Regions from separate parts of the Mus musculus genome. Here all the other regions are linked to region 1. Evidence: chromatin contacts called from public Hi-C data. All regions are on one chromosome and are shown on one strand. Each heading gives the region's core, a stretch centred on a gene start, on an enhancer-like site or on the middle of the called end of the contact. The rest is flanking DNA. Distances are from core to core; before and after follow the strand shown. Region 1 overlaps Gm45968 (a long non-coding RNA gene). Region 2 has its middle 38 kb from the start of Gm23003. Region 3 has its middle 18 kb from the start of Gm23003.

Region 1 (4,950 bases), core at 714-3,213:
TCAGCCACTGCCCCAATATACGGCTTTGGCTTCCTTCGAGTCACAGCTTCTGTGTGCTGACTCAGAAAACACTTCCCAGACGATCGGATCTCAAATGATGGTGGTCTCTTCTTAATTACCACTAATCTCTTAGGTTTAGCTAACCAGGATAAACTGCAAAGCTAAAGTTCTACTTCAGCGTTTCTGGTTACTTAACCAAGTCTTCTGCTCCAGTTGACCAGTACCATAGATTCTTCATTCAAAATATCACACAAATAGCCCCAAATAGAGTATTTGTTCCTCTTTGAAACTTCACAGGCTTCCTTCCATCATTTGCATCTCTCTCAACACCCTTATCTTCCAAGCTCCCATGGAACAGCCCACTGAGCTCTGAGTACACATGGGCTTTGCTAGTTTCAAACATCTTCTGTGGTCCTCCTCAAACCAACACAGACAGGTCTGTCATAGCAATACTCCACTCTTTTGTATTAATTTCTGTCCTAGGATTTCTATTTCAGTGACAAAACTCAGACCAAAAGCAACGTAGCTAAGAAATGGATCATCTTTTTCTAAACCATATTTACTGGCAAAGCCCTTTGGGATTGGTAGAAAAAGAAATATGTGTGGCTGAGAGACATAAATTTGAAAGTTGGTCTGGTCTGGTATAAACGATATTTAAAACTGTGTGGAAAAAAAGAAAAGGTGAAATAGATCATACATGAGAAATGAAAAGAGATCAGAATATCTTTAAGCAGGGCCGGAGATAATCAATCAATCAATCAATCAATCAATCATTCAAGTGTGTAGCTCTGAGGCCTTGGGTAGAGGAGAAATGAGTGGAGGGAGGGAGGGTGGTTTGCTGCTGTGTGATTTACTGAAACAAGGAACGCAAAACACATGATACGTCGTGGCTAAGCTTCTCTACCTGGACACCTTCTGCTTTTGAGTGTGCTGCCAACTTTTCTGAGTCTCGGTTGCGCCATCTTTGACTATCCTGAAAGGAGATACGAATGGTGAGGAAGGAGGACTTCGGATGGGAAGCTGCAATTGTTGCCTCAGCACTAGAGGATGGGAGGTGTGGAGATAAGGGCAGAGCCGATCTCCTATCAACTCTAAAATCTTACAGAATATGAACATATGCACAGTGATATTTAACAGCTCAAGATGATAGGTTACTTTTCTTCTTCTGAATCACGTTCGAGCTATCAGGTCGTCAGTACTTAATTCTGGCTATTGGGAATATGAATGTCAAGGGGAACTGAGTACATATGGGGAACTGAATACATATGGTAGCAACTGTATTGTAGAGTAGATAAGGCTGAGATGGCGTGCCCCAAAGAAGCTGCTGGAGAGAACTGTCAAGGCTGTGACCCTGAGAACTGTGAGACCTGAGAATGTGACCCTGAGAATATTGTAGGATCGTCGGAGTTTAGAGGTTAAATCTGAATCCCGCTGTTCTTATTCAGTGACATCCATAAGGACACTTTGCCTTGTCCTCATACCACAGAACCATCTGAGACCACAGGTCAGACCAGGGTCTTTTACCTTCATTCTGAACACAGTGTCTGGGATACACTCTGCCTTCTGACCACACAGTCATATTTCACACTACGGGGTGACAAAGGCCGAGAAAGGGAGTCCTCTGCCACAGGGCGTTGCCATGCCCGCGGTGCTGAGCCTCCAGCTGGCTTCTACTCAAATCACTATGAGTGTGTGGTGCAGAGTCAATTGTTACTTACAGATCACGCGTTCTTCGCCTAATTCCACCTAGATCCACGGAGTGTTTGCAGGCAAAGGTTTTTTTTTAATCTTTTACAATTTCAATTCTGTGCGACTGATTGATTAACACGGTAACACGAACAAACACGAAGCAGAGGAGCTTCAGGTGACACATTCAATTAACGCCATTCAGGCAGGAAAGGTAAGCATTCTGGTACAAGACAGTTACGGATTGCAGGTTAATGAATGTAGCAGCATGCTTTCAGAGATCTTCGAGTGTTAGTCTATAACACGTGGCCACAGTCAGTCAGCTCAGAAGAGGGTAGGTGCAGGCTGGGAAGGGCGTCAGAATAATAGCAGTTTTTGTTTTGTATGCAGGCCATATTAGATAGACTTACTAAACTTAATCTGACCCCTAGTGGCACCTTGTGTTAATGAGCACATTTGAATTCCACTCCGATTTTTTTTTCTTTTTGTGGGAGGCCTATCATTTTTGTCATATTCGCCTGAGTAAAAAAAACCTTACAGCTGATCTGTTGGGGCAAGTGTCCAGTAATATTCTTTATTTTATAAATTTATTTTTATAAATAAGGGGACTGAGGCTGTGTTTAGTGATTTGAACGAAGCTTTAGAATTAATCAAAAATTCACTAAAGATAGAATTCAGATTATAGGTTTTGATGTTGTAAAGGGGATACCATCAGCTGTGCAATATTATACACAGATATTTAAAGTTACTGATAAGGAAAATATTAGAGCTACGAGAAATTAATGGGTCTTGGGATAACAGATGCCTATGCATTTGTGACTTGGTATCAAAATGTTTTATCTCAGAATATATTTTTGGAACTGTCAAAGTCAAAATTACTGACTAATGGACATATAAAGGGTGAATATCTTAGATCTTTTTCTCTTGGAAATAATATAACCATCCTAAAATATATTAGCAAGTGAAGCCATTTTGATGATTGAATCAGTAACAATTTTATCACATAATTCAATACTCGATCAACAATCTTGTCCAAATTGGGCTGATGTATGTCTCTTTGTGTGTGCACACAATTCTGGCATTTTAAATGAAATCACAATGTTTAATAGTTGAAAGAGGGCAGGCTTCCTGCCTGAGTGGTAGGGTAGAATTTTCAGTGTTACTGTTCGAATCTAACAGGGTCTCCACTGGCTCGTATGTTACCTCCCTTTAAAACCTTTAGGACATGCGACCCAGCTGGAGCAAGTAAGTAATGGTGGGTGGTTCTTGAAAGTATCTTCTGTGAAACCTTTTCCTGTTATCCCTTCTGTCTTTTGTCCTCCATGAAGATGCTCCCTGTCCCATGTTCTTGCTGAAGATTACAGAGCCAAACATCTGTGGATTGAAATCTCCAAATCTCTGAGCAAAACAACAACAACAACAACAACAACATTCCATTCTTAAGTTGCTCCTTTAGGGTATTTGGCCTTTAAACAATGATTATATTTGTTTCCACCATCCCTGTAACAAATCGTACATGCCTACTTAAAAGAAGCACATATCTATTCTCCTCCATCTCTGAAGGTAAGAAATCCAGGATATATTTAAAGGCACATCAGTGTGTCAGTGGCTATTTTAAAGCTAGCCCTGCCTCCTCCTGAAGGCTCCAGGAAGATCCCACTTTAGGGGTCACCAGCACTTCTTGGTTGTCAATCACCTTCCGTCGTATCATCTCTATTCTGTAATGAAATGTCCTCTTTATAAGAATGGAGAGGCAGAGAAGAAAGATAAATGTTTAAGAGCACTGGCAGCTCTGATGGAGGACCTGGGTTCGGTTCCCTGCACCCACAACTATCTGTAACTTAAGTCCCGGGGATCTGGCATCCTCCTCTGGCCTCTGACAGCATCACACACAGTATGTATATGATCACACTGAAAAAATCTGGATAAGCCAGGCTATTCTTGCCATCCGAGAAATTCTCAGCCATGCTGACCAAGTCCCTTGTTGCAAGTAAAGTAATGTCCACGGGTTCAAGAGATAAAGATGAGGACATGCTGGGGGGACTCCTTATTAGTCAGTCATCATCTCTTCCATGCTTTGTGATCATGGTCAGCTCCTTTGCAGAACTTGTCATGAGGAGAAATGTAAAGGATACAATGTCTATAGAAAACCATCTAGAAGCCATACATAATTACTCATGGTCCCTTCTTTCCCCTCAGATCTGATAGTGAAAGGCACAGCATCAGAAATTCACATGATGTAGGGCGTTTCCATTTCTTGTGTTCAAGTTCTGAGATCTGAGATTATCATGTAGTAGATGGAGTGGGACAACAACGCTTGACTTACCAATTTCTCATTCTGTCTCTCCAGAGAGACGGCTTCCTCTCTCTCCCACCCCCTGAAAGACACACCTTGCATTTTGATTCGGAAACTTGATTACTTTCTTTCATCAGATTGTCCTTGTAGTTTGCATAGATAAAACTTCATTGCTGGTAATCAAATTAATTGCCTTTTAAAATAATTATGTCCTGCGGCAATCAATCCCACCCGGCTACAGATGGCAGGCAAAGTGTGTGCTGCATGCAGGCATGGTGAAATATAAACTGGGTTCAACTTTAGCCTCTTTTACAGTTTCTGCTCCGCTATGGCTTTGGTGTACTTAGGCGGCCAGAGAGCTCTGCAGTTTGGTCTATAGGTTTCATCTCCATCTTAAAAAAAAAAATCAGTGCTAATTTAGAGAAGACGTGTGGGGCAGATCTCATAACTCCTTGGTAAAGTTGACCACTTGATTGTAATGAGTGATTGAAGTCTCACTGAAGACCTTCCTTAGAGACACCATAAGCTATAGGGAATCCCGACTGTCCGGTAGATCAACATGACCTTCGAAAGTTAATCAGTGTGGCCTGGGGTTTTCCATCTTAATTTTCATTCCTTCAGATATGCAAACACCAATTTTCCCAGGGTAACACCCAATGCTTTGTGGGCTACCGCATGGGTGGAAGTGAGGCATATCTGCAAATGCCAGGTCTTGGAGAGATTTTCTCTAAGGTGTAATCTGACATCTTGAGAGAAAAGTGAATAAAGAAAGGCAGGTATTTATTGGCATTTAAAAAAGATTTACCCTTGAATCCAACACTGACATGGTCTGCGGACGTTTCTCTGTGCAGCAGGCTCCCCTACGTGACCTTTCATTTTTCAGACACACATTCACATCAAACTCTCACTCACTGGCTCTGTGACCAACGATTCTGTGAAGCTATTAAGCTATTAAACAGACCTGGGTC
Region 2 (4,950 bases), core at 1,518-4,017, 150 kb before region 1:
GATATTATAATGTTATTTGTGTGAGATTTTTTAGAGATTCATCATTTCCCTTTGACATCTGCCTACTCCATTTCTGGAGGGAAGGAAGACAAAATACCTCTCAGAGATAGGAGTCAGTCTTAGCCAACTATTTGGGCTTTGGGCCTCCGACTTCTCAGACTCAAGTGTGTAGTGTAGAGAAATTTTATCCAGCAACATGCCTGCTTTGGCAAAGGAACACATCCAAAGACCTAGGACTGTGTGATCTGACTGGAATGACACACATTTAATCCCTTTGGCTGGAATACAGACAGGACCTTAGTGCACACCTTTAATCCCACACACTGCAGGCAAAGTTAATTTGTAGGAGGAAGCAGCCATGTTTGGAAGTGACTTTTAATTGAGTAACAAAGTGATGAATAAGAGAAAAAAATTTGATGGAATGAATCAGAGAAAGGATTCATCCCTCTTAAGAACAGTCCAGGAAAGAGAGGTCTCTTAAGAGAGAAGCTCAGAGATAAATGGGGGATGGTAGAGGGGAAAAGGAGAGGGGAACAGGGAGGGGAAGGGGAGAGAGAGAGAGAGAGAGAGAGAGAGAGAGAGAGAGAGAGAGAGAGAGAGAGAGAGAGATTGATTTTGGGGGGGGCAGGTTTACAAAGACAGGTTATACATGAAGATAGAAGGGGCCAGAGAATGAGGAAGATCCAGAAGGTTAGAATCCAGAAAATTCGAACAGATTGCCAGAATTAGTTTGAAGCCAAGCAGAGCAATTCAGTCAAAAGCTAAGAGAAGTCCATTTGAATCAGTCAGTTTGGAGAGGAGTTTTGAGCCAAAACAGCTGAGTTGATAGCTAGTAGCTTTCAAATTCGTATGAGAATAATTTTCAGTAAAATATACATATCTTATTGATATGGTACTTAGTAAACTCAGAATAAAGATGTCATGAAATACTATTTTATTTATCTCTTTTTGAAAATATATAAATGCATTTTGATTATATCCACTTATAACCTTCTCCAACTTCTTTTTGGCTTCTTTCCATGCTCTCTTCCCACTTCATATTTTCTTTTTCTTCTTTTTCTTTTTCTTTATAATTCACTGAGCCAAATTCATACTGCTTACAGGCATATGAGTGTAGGACACCCTCGAGAACAGGCAACATATAAAAGGTTGCACCCTTGAATAAAAGTGACCCTCCCTCTCCTGCCATTCATAAGCTGCTAATAGCTTCCAGCCTGGGAGTTATCTTGACATCCATCATGGAATGTTTACTAGTTTGGTCTTATTCAAGCAGCCATAACTGCTGTGAATTCATAACTAGTAAAGGCTTCACCATTCATTAGCACTCAGAGCCTCGGGTGTACTAGACAAACATTCCTGCCACTGAGCTACATATATTCTCAGCCATGTTTGTTTATTATTACATGTGACTCAGTAATTTGGTTCTATAAACTATTAATAGATATTCACCTGCCATTTGAAAATACTGATCTGTTTTATCACATTTGTTCTGTTCTAATTATCAATATAATCCTGAGGATTAAACTGTAATTACTCTAATTATATATCCCTCCTTCTTCACAGAAGAGAAGTTTGTATTTGTTAATCTCTTCTTTCCTTGCAGTGATTTCACAGATATTCACTCTCATGAAGAAACTAGGTTCAGTTGTTCGCTGTTCTCCCTGCGCTGACAGGCAATCAAAAACCCTCTGGTCTGAATACGTCTGTAGGATGTAAATAAGAAAAAAAAAATCACAGTCTTTTAATTGTTTTCAGTTCCTGGAAGAGGATTTCGGTTTGGTTAGGACTATTTGTGGTAATCCTTTGGATTCAAAATTAGTATTTCATTAACCAAATTTGTTCGTTTAAAAACTTGTATTTTTCTTCCACCTTTACTACACACCCATTAACAATTATGCAGGAATGCATCTGCCCTAGGGAAAACTGTATCTTTATTCTGATGAAAACTCACTAAGAGTCAAAGAAAATTCCAATTGTTCTTAGCAATACTGTAGCACAGCATTCAAGGGATGTAGTACCAAGGTGTGAAACAGTGTTACTCATTTTAGCCTTGAGAGCATTGTAATAGAATTCTAAAATACAATAGTTGAAAGTAATTTTTCTGTCTATTGATAAAGATATACTTGTAAAGAATAAATAGCTATTGTATAAATATTAAGTGATTATCATTTGTGAAGGACGATATCTTTAAAAGTATTTTTTCCCTAGATAAAAATCCCTGATCCACCAGGGTTTCTCTCTTCATGGTGTTTGAAGACATCATTAGGGCTTTTATGTTCCCCTTGGCACTCTTGCACACATAACTTTACAGGAAGTAACTATTGAAGGGAATGTTTCATGTGCCATCAAACTTATTTCTGTTAAAGATGTTGATAGGAAATGAATTTGAACTTTCCTTTCCTTAGATGCATATAGTATTAAAATTTTTGGTTTGCATGGACCTAAGGCAGAGCCTCAATAACGGTAGCTATAAAATGCTCATCTGTATTACTAATTGTATCTTCCTTAAATTCACACACACACACACACACACACACACACACACACACACACACACACTTATGTGTATATGTATATGTACACACACTCCTGGTATGTCACAATGTGACCTTATTTGGAAGTAAGTTCCTTACAGATATGTTTATTTAAGACGAGTAATATGAGAATAAGGTGCCATGTGAAGAGACAGACACGCACAGAGGATAAGCAGTGTGAAGATGCAGGGGGAAGAGAAACAGCATCACCATGCCAAGGAATGACTAAGGCCACTGGAAGCTGGGAGAGAGGAATGTAACAGACTGTGTCTCAGAGTCCTGGGCGGGGGTTTGGGGTGGGGGAAACAACCTTGCCAACCTCTTCACCACAGATGGAACTCCAGATCTGCAGGACAATGGGTTTCTGTGGCTGAAACTGTGTACCTCTGTTATGGCACTTCAGCAAATGATATCATTGGGAAGGCCAGTGAGAAAGAAATGTACTCTGAAAACAGAGTGTCCAAGCAGAGTGTCCATAGGAGAACAGGAGGTATGGAGTGATGGCAGATAGATCTTAATGTCTTTAAACAGATTTATTTATTTATTTATTTATTTATTTATTTATTTATTTTACTAGAAAATGTCAGTTGGAGACCTTTTTGAGCCTCCAGTTTTTTTTTTTTTTTCTGGACTAAAGTCGCACTGATTTTCACACAGGAGCTCTAGTGCAGTTCTCTCCATTCTGCTGAGTGTGCTTTCTAGCTTCTGTGCACACTCTCAGCAATAACACACATTGAGTTCCTATGGTGTGTCAGACAGTGTGCTGAGAAACACGAATGGGTTCAGCTTTCTGAGGGTGCCTGGGCCAGAGGTTAAGTCATGTGACCTGGCTTCAAGAGAGTGGAAACAGGGAACTGAGGCACCTCTCAGGAGGAACACAAAAGCTGATATTAGTCAGTGGTGGAAAGCTTCCCAGAGGAACTGGCTGAGCATTGTTGAGAAAGAAGAAAGAATGGAGATGAGAAGTAGGCATGGGGTTACAAGAATAATTTATTAAAAATAAGAACATATATAGCAACGACTAGAGTTAATGTAAGTTATCCAGTCTACTAAGGAAGGGGCTTATTATCATCATTTTTCATTCAAAATTACTGAATGGTATCTACTTATGGCATGTGATGTAGTAATTTAATATGACACGCTCATAGACTATATCTTTAAATAAAGCAAAACTTCCATTTTTAAAATACTTATTAGTATTTTGTACTGGGAATATTTTAATTCCTTTCCTATTCTTCTAAATCCAATGTAACATGAAGAAAAGCATCCGTAATGCAGCTAAGAATAGGGTGGAGAGAGCCGACTAGAAAATTTTCTGTAAGGAAGGAGATGATTGTGGCTTTGATTCCTGTGGTTTAATTGTGGCAGAAGTCAAAGGGAGGAGTTGAGAAATAATTCAAGGGTAACAACAAAAGCCAGTGACTGGCTACATACAAGGAAGGGGGTAGAGAGGTGGCTTCTGGGGCTTGCTTTCAGGGTTATAGAATGGGCTGAGTGTTGGGGTCATTTACTAAGCAGGCCATGCAGGAAGTAAACCAAGACTGGAATGGCAATGCATGTGGTGACTAAAACACATGAGGGGTCCATGAGACATCAAAGGATCAGCATCTCTCAGCCTTTTCCCCGTCTCTATATTTTACCATCCATCAGCATTGTCCTCCCTGCCCCATTTACTTCAATAAAAAAAAAGTGTGCGTACTTCAGGACTATTGTTTTATCCTTGTATCACTGAGCTTAGGAGTTCTTCTTGGGATTATCCATACATTCATTTGTCTCAAACAGGATTAATTTCTCTAAATTCAACACGTGCTTAAAGCCATGGAAAAGACTGTTTTTAATGGCCACAAGAGCCCAGATCAGAACACAGCTTACACAGGCTCAAGGCCAGGTTCAGATCTTTTCTCTCATGGTAGCTCAAGTCTTCTAGGATGTCTCTGATGGTGCAGATGAGAAGATTCACAGCCACCACTGCGACTCCTCAGATGCTCTCCTGTACTCTTTTCCTTCCTGTTGAGAAAATGTTTCCTTGAGAACAACATAATGGATCTCTAAATAGGGTTTGCCTGTAGTCAGTGATAGATTGAGAGACCAGCAGAGTTCATTTGGGACAAAGGACTTAATGACAAATGGTCCTGAACCAATTGAATGCTGACATCCTCCATTTGGTAGCAGCCCTCAGTGGAAGATGTTTCCTGGTCCTTAAGTGGATGTGTAATGATAAAAGCCAGGGCCCTGTGTGACCATGGACTGAGTTCAGTCCTGACCAGCTGTGTGATTCCAGACAGGTGCTTTAATCTCATTTTCTTTTTTCATTTAATTGGCTGATGGAAGCACCCAATCTACAGAAATGGTGAAGATTCAAGAACATGTGTGTGAATTCATGTGCTGCAGTATCTAACACACAGTAAGCATTTAA
Region 3 (4,950 bases), core at 1,600-4,099, 130 kb before region 1:
CAGCCTTATTTATAATAGTCAGAAGCTGGAAAAAACCCAAATGCCCCTCAACAGAGGAATGGATACAGAAAATGTGGTACATTAACACAATGGAGTACTACTCAGCTATTAAAAAGAATGAATTTATGAAATTCCTAGGCAAATGGATGGACCTGAAGGGCATCATCCTGAGTGAGGTAACCCAATCACAAAAGAACTCACATGAAATGTATTCACTGATAAGTGGATATTAGCCCAGAAACTTAGAATGCCCAAGATACAATTTGCAAAACACATGAAACTCAAGAATAACAAAAACCAAAGTGTGGACACTTTGCCCCTTCTTAGAATTGGGAACAAAACACCCATGGAAGGAGTTACAGAGACAAAGTTTGGAGCTGAGACCAAAGGATGGACCATCTAGAGACTGCTGCACCCGGGATTCATCCCATAATCAGCCTCCAAATGCAGACACCATTGCATATGCCAGCAACATTTTGCTGAAAGGACCCTGATATAGCTGTCTGTTGTGAGGCTATGCCGGTGCCTGGCAAACACAGAAGTGGATGCTCACAGTCAGCTATTGGATGCAACACAGGGTCCCCAATGGAGGAGTTAGAGAAAGTACCCAAGGAGCTAAAGGGGTCTGTAACCCTATAGGTGGAACAACAATATGAACTAACCAGTACCCCGGAGCTCTTGTCTCTAGCTGCATATGTATCAGAAGATGGCCTAGGCGGCCATCAGTGGAAAGAGAGGCCCCTTGGTCTTGCAAACTTTATATGCCCCAGTACAGGGGAACACCAGGGCCTAGAAGTGGGAGTGGGTAGGTAGGGGAGCAGAGAGGGGTAGGGTATGGGGGACTTTCGGGATAGCATTTGAAATGTAAATGAAGAAAATACCTAATAAAAAATTGGAAAAAGATATATATAAATCTATGCCAAAAAATCCTAGCTTCATAAGATGTAAATAGTGGAAGTAGATAATTTAAAAGAAAATTTGATTTTAGCATGTATGAGGGAAGGCCATCATAAATTCAAAGTGGGGATATTCTTTTCCATAAACATAGACGGATAAGCTTGAGAGTCCTAGAATTGTACTTTAAAAAAGAGTCTAGATGCTTTAACAACAATAACAACAAAACTATAGCATAAACAAACTAAACCATAAATAAAGCCAAAAGAGAAAGATAGAGTGGATAAAACACCACAAAACACACATCTTGAGAGAGTCAGTCTGTTACAGTTCAATAGATAAAGGATTAAAGAAGAGAATGTGCAATCATCCTCTTAGCAGCATAGCTCCTCCCCAGGTTATCTTATGTTCCTATAAACAAAAAGAGGCCTAGGAGCACACCCAACCTTTTGAAGAGAATTTGCTCACACATAACATAAACAATGAAGAATGCAATCATTGCCCTGGAACACAAAGGCCTTGTTTATGTAACACAATAGAACCAATATGGTAGTTTTCACCTAGCTAGACCTGAGAATAATTTCCTTATATTATCCAGACTGTCATTTACGCACTTATATTCACTTAGCCTACATTGCTCATCTGATTGCCCCAAGAACATATAATTAGGCAGTTTCTAAACCTGAAATATCCACTTCAGTATGTGTAGAGTTTCCCCCATGATGCCATTCATGAGATAGAAACCTTGAAGTTACCGCCAGTCTAGACAATGTATTTTGAAATCTTAAAAGCATTTTTTTTCCAAAGGAAAAAACCCGACCTCATTTTACTCAGTACACAAAATAGATATATTGCAGCGCAGTGATACCAGATGGGTTAACATTTCCATTTCTCCTGCACTCAGTGCACCATGGTGAAAATAATAGTATTTCCTTGTCCCTGTTTACACTGGCTGAGAACCATGAATTGTGGCTCTGCTCCAAAGCTGGTGACTTATCGAGTCATAACTCTGTTCACCCACAAATTAAATATTTTTCTGTACTTGCCCTTTGGATAGGATGCTGGTGGGAGGAGATAGGGTGAGCCTTTAGATCCATGAGCTGCAGCAGGGCATTGTTGATGTGGGTTTTCTAAGTTCAGATACTAACTTTAATATTTGAGCAGGGCAGTGAAGAATCAACACGGGTCTACTGTGTTTTCCTCCTCTAGATTAGTTATTATTTTTTTTTTTTGCATAAGTCTACTTATTTCTAAATACACCCAGAAAGATAAAAAAGATAGCAGAGTTGTGTCTCCAGGAGGACAGTGACAGTAGGTTGTAAATAAAAAAAGAAAAAAGAAAAAAGAAAAGAAAAAAAAAAGAAAAAGTTCAGAAACTTCTTTAGTGTCGAAGATATACAATATACAACTCTGATTCGGCTAAGCAGATATTTTAAAAATTGAATGGATTTCACTGAATTTTGTGAGAAAAGCCTCTTAAAGGCAATTTTGGTAGCTTAGGTTCAAATTTGAGTTGCATAAAGAATTAATGAAGTGTAGGAAAGATAAATGAAGCATCTCTCCAGGTCTCCCTACATAATTAATATGTAGATCATGAGGTTGTTTGAGCTCTGGGTGTTCTCTTAGCCCAGTTTAGAAGGATGTAATGTCTTATTGCATGTAACAGTGGCTCAGGAACTCCACCAGGATGACTGCACAGTCTTTGTTGTTTGTTTGTTTTTTGAAACAGCTCAGCTCAGCTTCAGCTAACTATGTAGCCGAGGGTAGCCTTGAACTTCTCATCTTCTTGCATGCATCTCCCAGGACTGGGATTACAAGCATATAGCGCCACGCCCAGTTTTATTCTATGGTCTTGACCTAAAAGATTGCAGCACAGGTTTATCTGTGAGGCAGTTTCGAGAAGGTCAAACAGTGATCTCAGCTGGTGACTGTCATCTACTGACGTCAAGAGCACTTCATAGCTTGTCATTTGGTGTATTTTTAGATTCCAAAGACATAGCTGGTGTATTTAGTAGTATCAGTCTTGACTCATGAATTTTTGTTAACCTTCATCATCTGTTTTTAATGGACAGATCAGAAAAACATTTTTTTCCCTCGTCCAAGTGATCATTTTCCTCAGAAAGTGGATCATAAAATATCGTACCCACATACTATTGTAGAGAAAAAGTGATTGGACAGTACAAGTGCCACTTGTTAACAGAGCAAAGAAGAGACACAAGATCTCCAAGTGTCACTTTTCTTCAAGTGGAGATAGTAGTTTTTGGCACCATGTGGCATGCTTTCTGGGTCATAAAGTCTGCATTTAGAATTATAATACCGACAAGGGTCCCATTCTAAATGAGCTTTGGCAGGAGCTCATTTATTTCCTTAACTATCTATTTGGAAGTGCAGAAAGGAATGGGTCCCAGGTGGCTCCAAGATGTCATTAATGGCTAGGGATATTTTCTCGGGCAGGGAGAGAGGTCCTTTCCAGCTGTTTTCCTTTGCAATTCTAAGATGATTGCCAGAGGCAATAAATAATAAATAAGAAATCAGATGTTTTAGTTGAAGAAAGAAAGAAACTTTTAACTTTACACTATGGAATCTAAATCCTTTGCTATGCTGTTCGGCCAACTTTGGTCATGTGTGCCCTTTGCACTCTACTTCAGATAGACTCATGGTGATACAATGCTTCAGTCAACATATTGTCTGGGAAATGGAATACATCATAAGTGATTAGTTATGGTATCTACCGTGTACTTACAGAGTAATTAGTTGAGAGCTAATTTAGATGTACAATATCTGGTCATAAACGGCATTTGCTAAATGGTAATTAGTACACATTCTGGTTAATTATAAATGGACAGGCCACTTTGAACTCATAGTTTACCCTGTTTGACCTAAACTCATTGATAAAGGAGCTAAGAGCTTAGCTTTGACTCAATGATTTTTTTTTTTTTGTACAGAGAAAATAAAATTTGAAAATCCTATCTTATACCTATGGTGCTAAGCCCCATAAACATTTCACACATTTGCCACTGTTTACAGTAAAACCCCATCAAAAGAGCATCAATGAGTCAGAACAAATCCATTATCACAGTGGAAAAACAACTGAAGTGAATGACTTTTTAAAAATAATTATTGAAAATAGATTCTTGTATCATACAATGTGTCCTGACCACAGTTTCCCTTTCCTCTGCTCCTCCCAGCTCCACTCCCCCGAGCTCCAACTCTCCCTGATCCAGTCTACCCTCTGTGTCCCTTCAGAAAAGAGCAGACCTCCAAGAGATAACAGCCAAACAAGACAAAACAAGATGCAATCGGACAAGGCAAACGCCCTCATATAGAGCCTGGGCAAGGCAACCTGTAAGTGGAAAAGAGTCCCAAGAGCAGGCAAAAGAGTCAGAGACAAGATGTTTATAAGAAAAACTATGAGAAGACAGACTTTCTGAGGCTTCTTGCTTGAACCAAGGACCTTACATATCCCAGGCAAACACTGTATTATTGAATTACGCTTCACTCCCAAACAATTAGTCTCCTACCCCCAAACTACTTTTAAACAACTAATTTTTATGCAAGGAAAATGAATTAATAAAGTCAGTTTTGTATCTTCAGAACATATATTGAGTTATCAAATAAAAGCATTGGTTTCTCCATATAGAAGTACTTGTAGACCAAGTACCTGGATTATACTAAATGTTAAAAACCAATTCCCCACTAAGTAATCAGCCCCCAAAGCAAGGATAAAGTTTATATCTTAATCAAGTTCTTACACTGGTGTAATCAGACCGGGAAAGGAATGTTTGGGATATGTACATAATTCACGCACGTCCTTTCTTCTAAGAAGAGTAACCTATACAGTGAAATATGTTGGTCCATGTGTTCACATTATTTCTTAAGAAAATAAAACGATCAACAATTTGTCAAGATCAGGGAACAGCTGACCCTCTCCATCATCATAATTTGAGAATTTACTAAGAAGAATATTCACAAAATAAAGGTCACAGAGGAGAAAAAGTACAGGAGATTATAGGTAGTATTCAACACAAGAACACAGCCCACAGGATCTAAGCAGCA

The links. A called contact is a pair of places that touch in the nucleus more often than the background predicts.
Region 2: a Hi-C map of pancreatic cancer cells shows a contact between it and region 1, with 6 times the contacts expected there. The contact joins two enhancer-like sites. A contact is called at or near these places in 3 of 484 Hi-C or Micro-C datasets (brown adipocytes, myocytes and pancreatic cancer cells).
Region 3: a contact with region 1 is called in a Hi-C map of pancreatic cancer cells, with 2.2 times the contacts expected there. The contact joins two enhancer-like sites. A contact is called at or near these places in 1 of 39 promoter capture datasets (liver) and 3 of 484 Hi-C or Micro-C datasets (the HL-1 cell line, embryonic fibroblasts and pancreatic cancer cells).

Annotation. Positions count from the first base shown.
Region 1 is chr16:55,477,609-55,482,558 of GRCm38.p6, reverse strand. All of the region lies in intron 2 of Gm45968 (a long non-coding RNA gene), which reads left to right. Among named protein-coding and RNA genes, the nearest start is that of Mir5118, 15 kb to the left of the region's middle. Within about 2 kb of position 1,963, at least 7 of the 459 cell types and tissues checked have an H3K27ac peak or open chromatin away from gene starts, as enhancers often do. A contact at or near this core is called in pancreatic cancer cells, where this site is marked.
Region 2 is chr16:55,630,233-55,635,182 of GRCm38.p6, reverse strand. No RefSeq gene overlaps it. Among named protein-coding and RNA genes, the nearest start is that of Gm23003, 38 kb to the right of the region's middle. Within about 2 kb of position 2,767, at least 51 of the 459 cell types and tissues checked have an H3K27ac peak or open chromatin away from gene starts, as enhancers often do. A contact at or near this core is called in pancreatic cancer cells, where this site is marked.
Region 3 is chr16:55,609,995-55,614,944 of GRCm38.p6, reverse strand. No RefSeq gene overlaps it. Among named protein-coding and RNA genes, the nearest start is that of Gm23003, 18 kb to the right of the region's middle. Within about 2 kb of position 2,849, at least 30 of the 459 cell types and tissues checked have an H3K27ac peak or open chromatin away from gene starts, as enhancers often do. A contact at or near this core is called in pancreatic cancer cells, where this site is marked.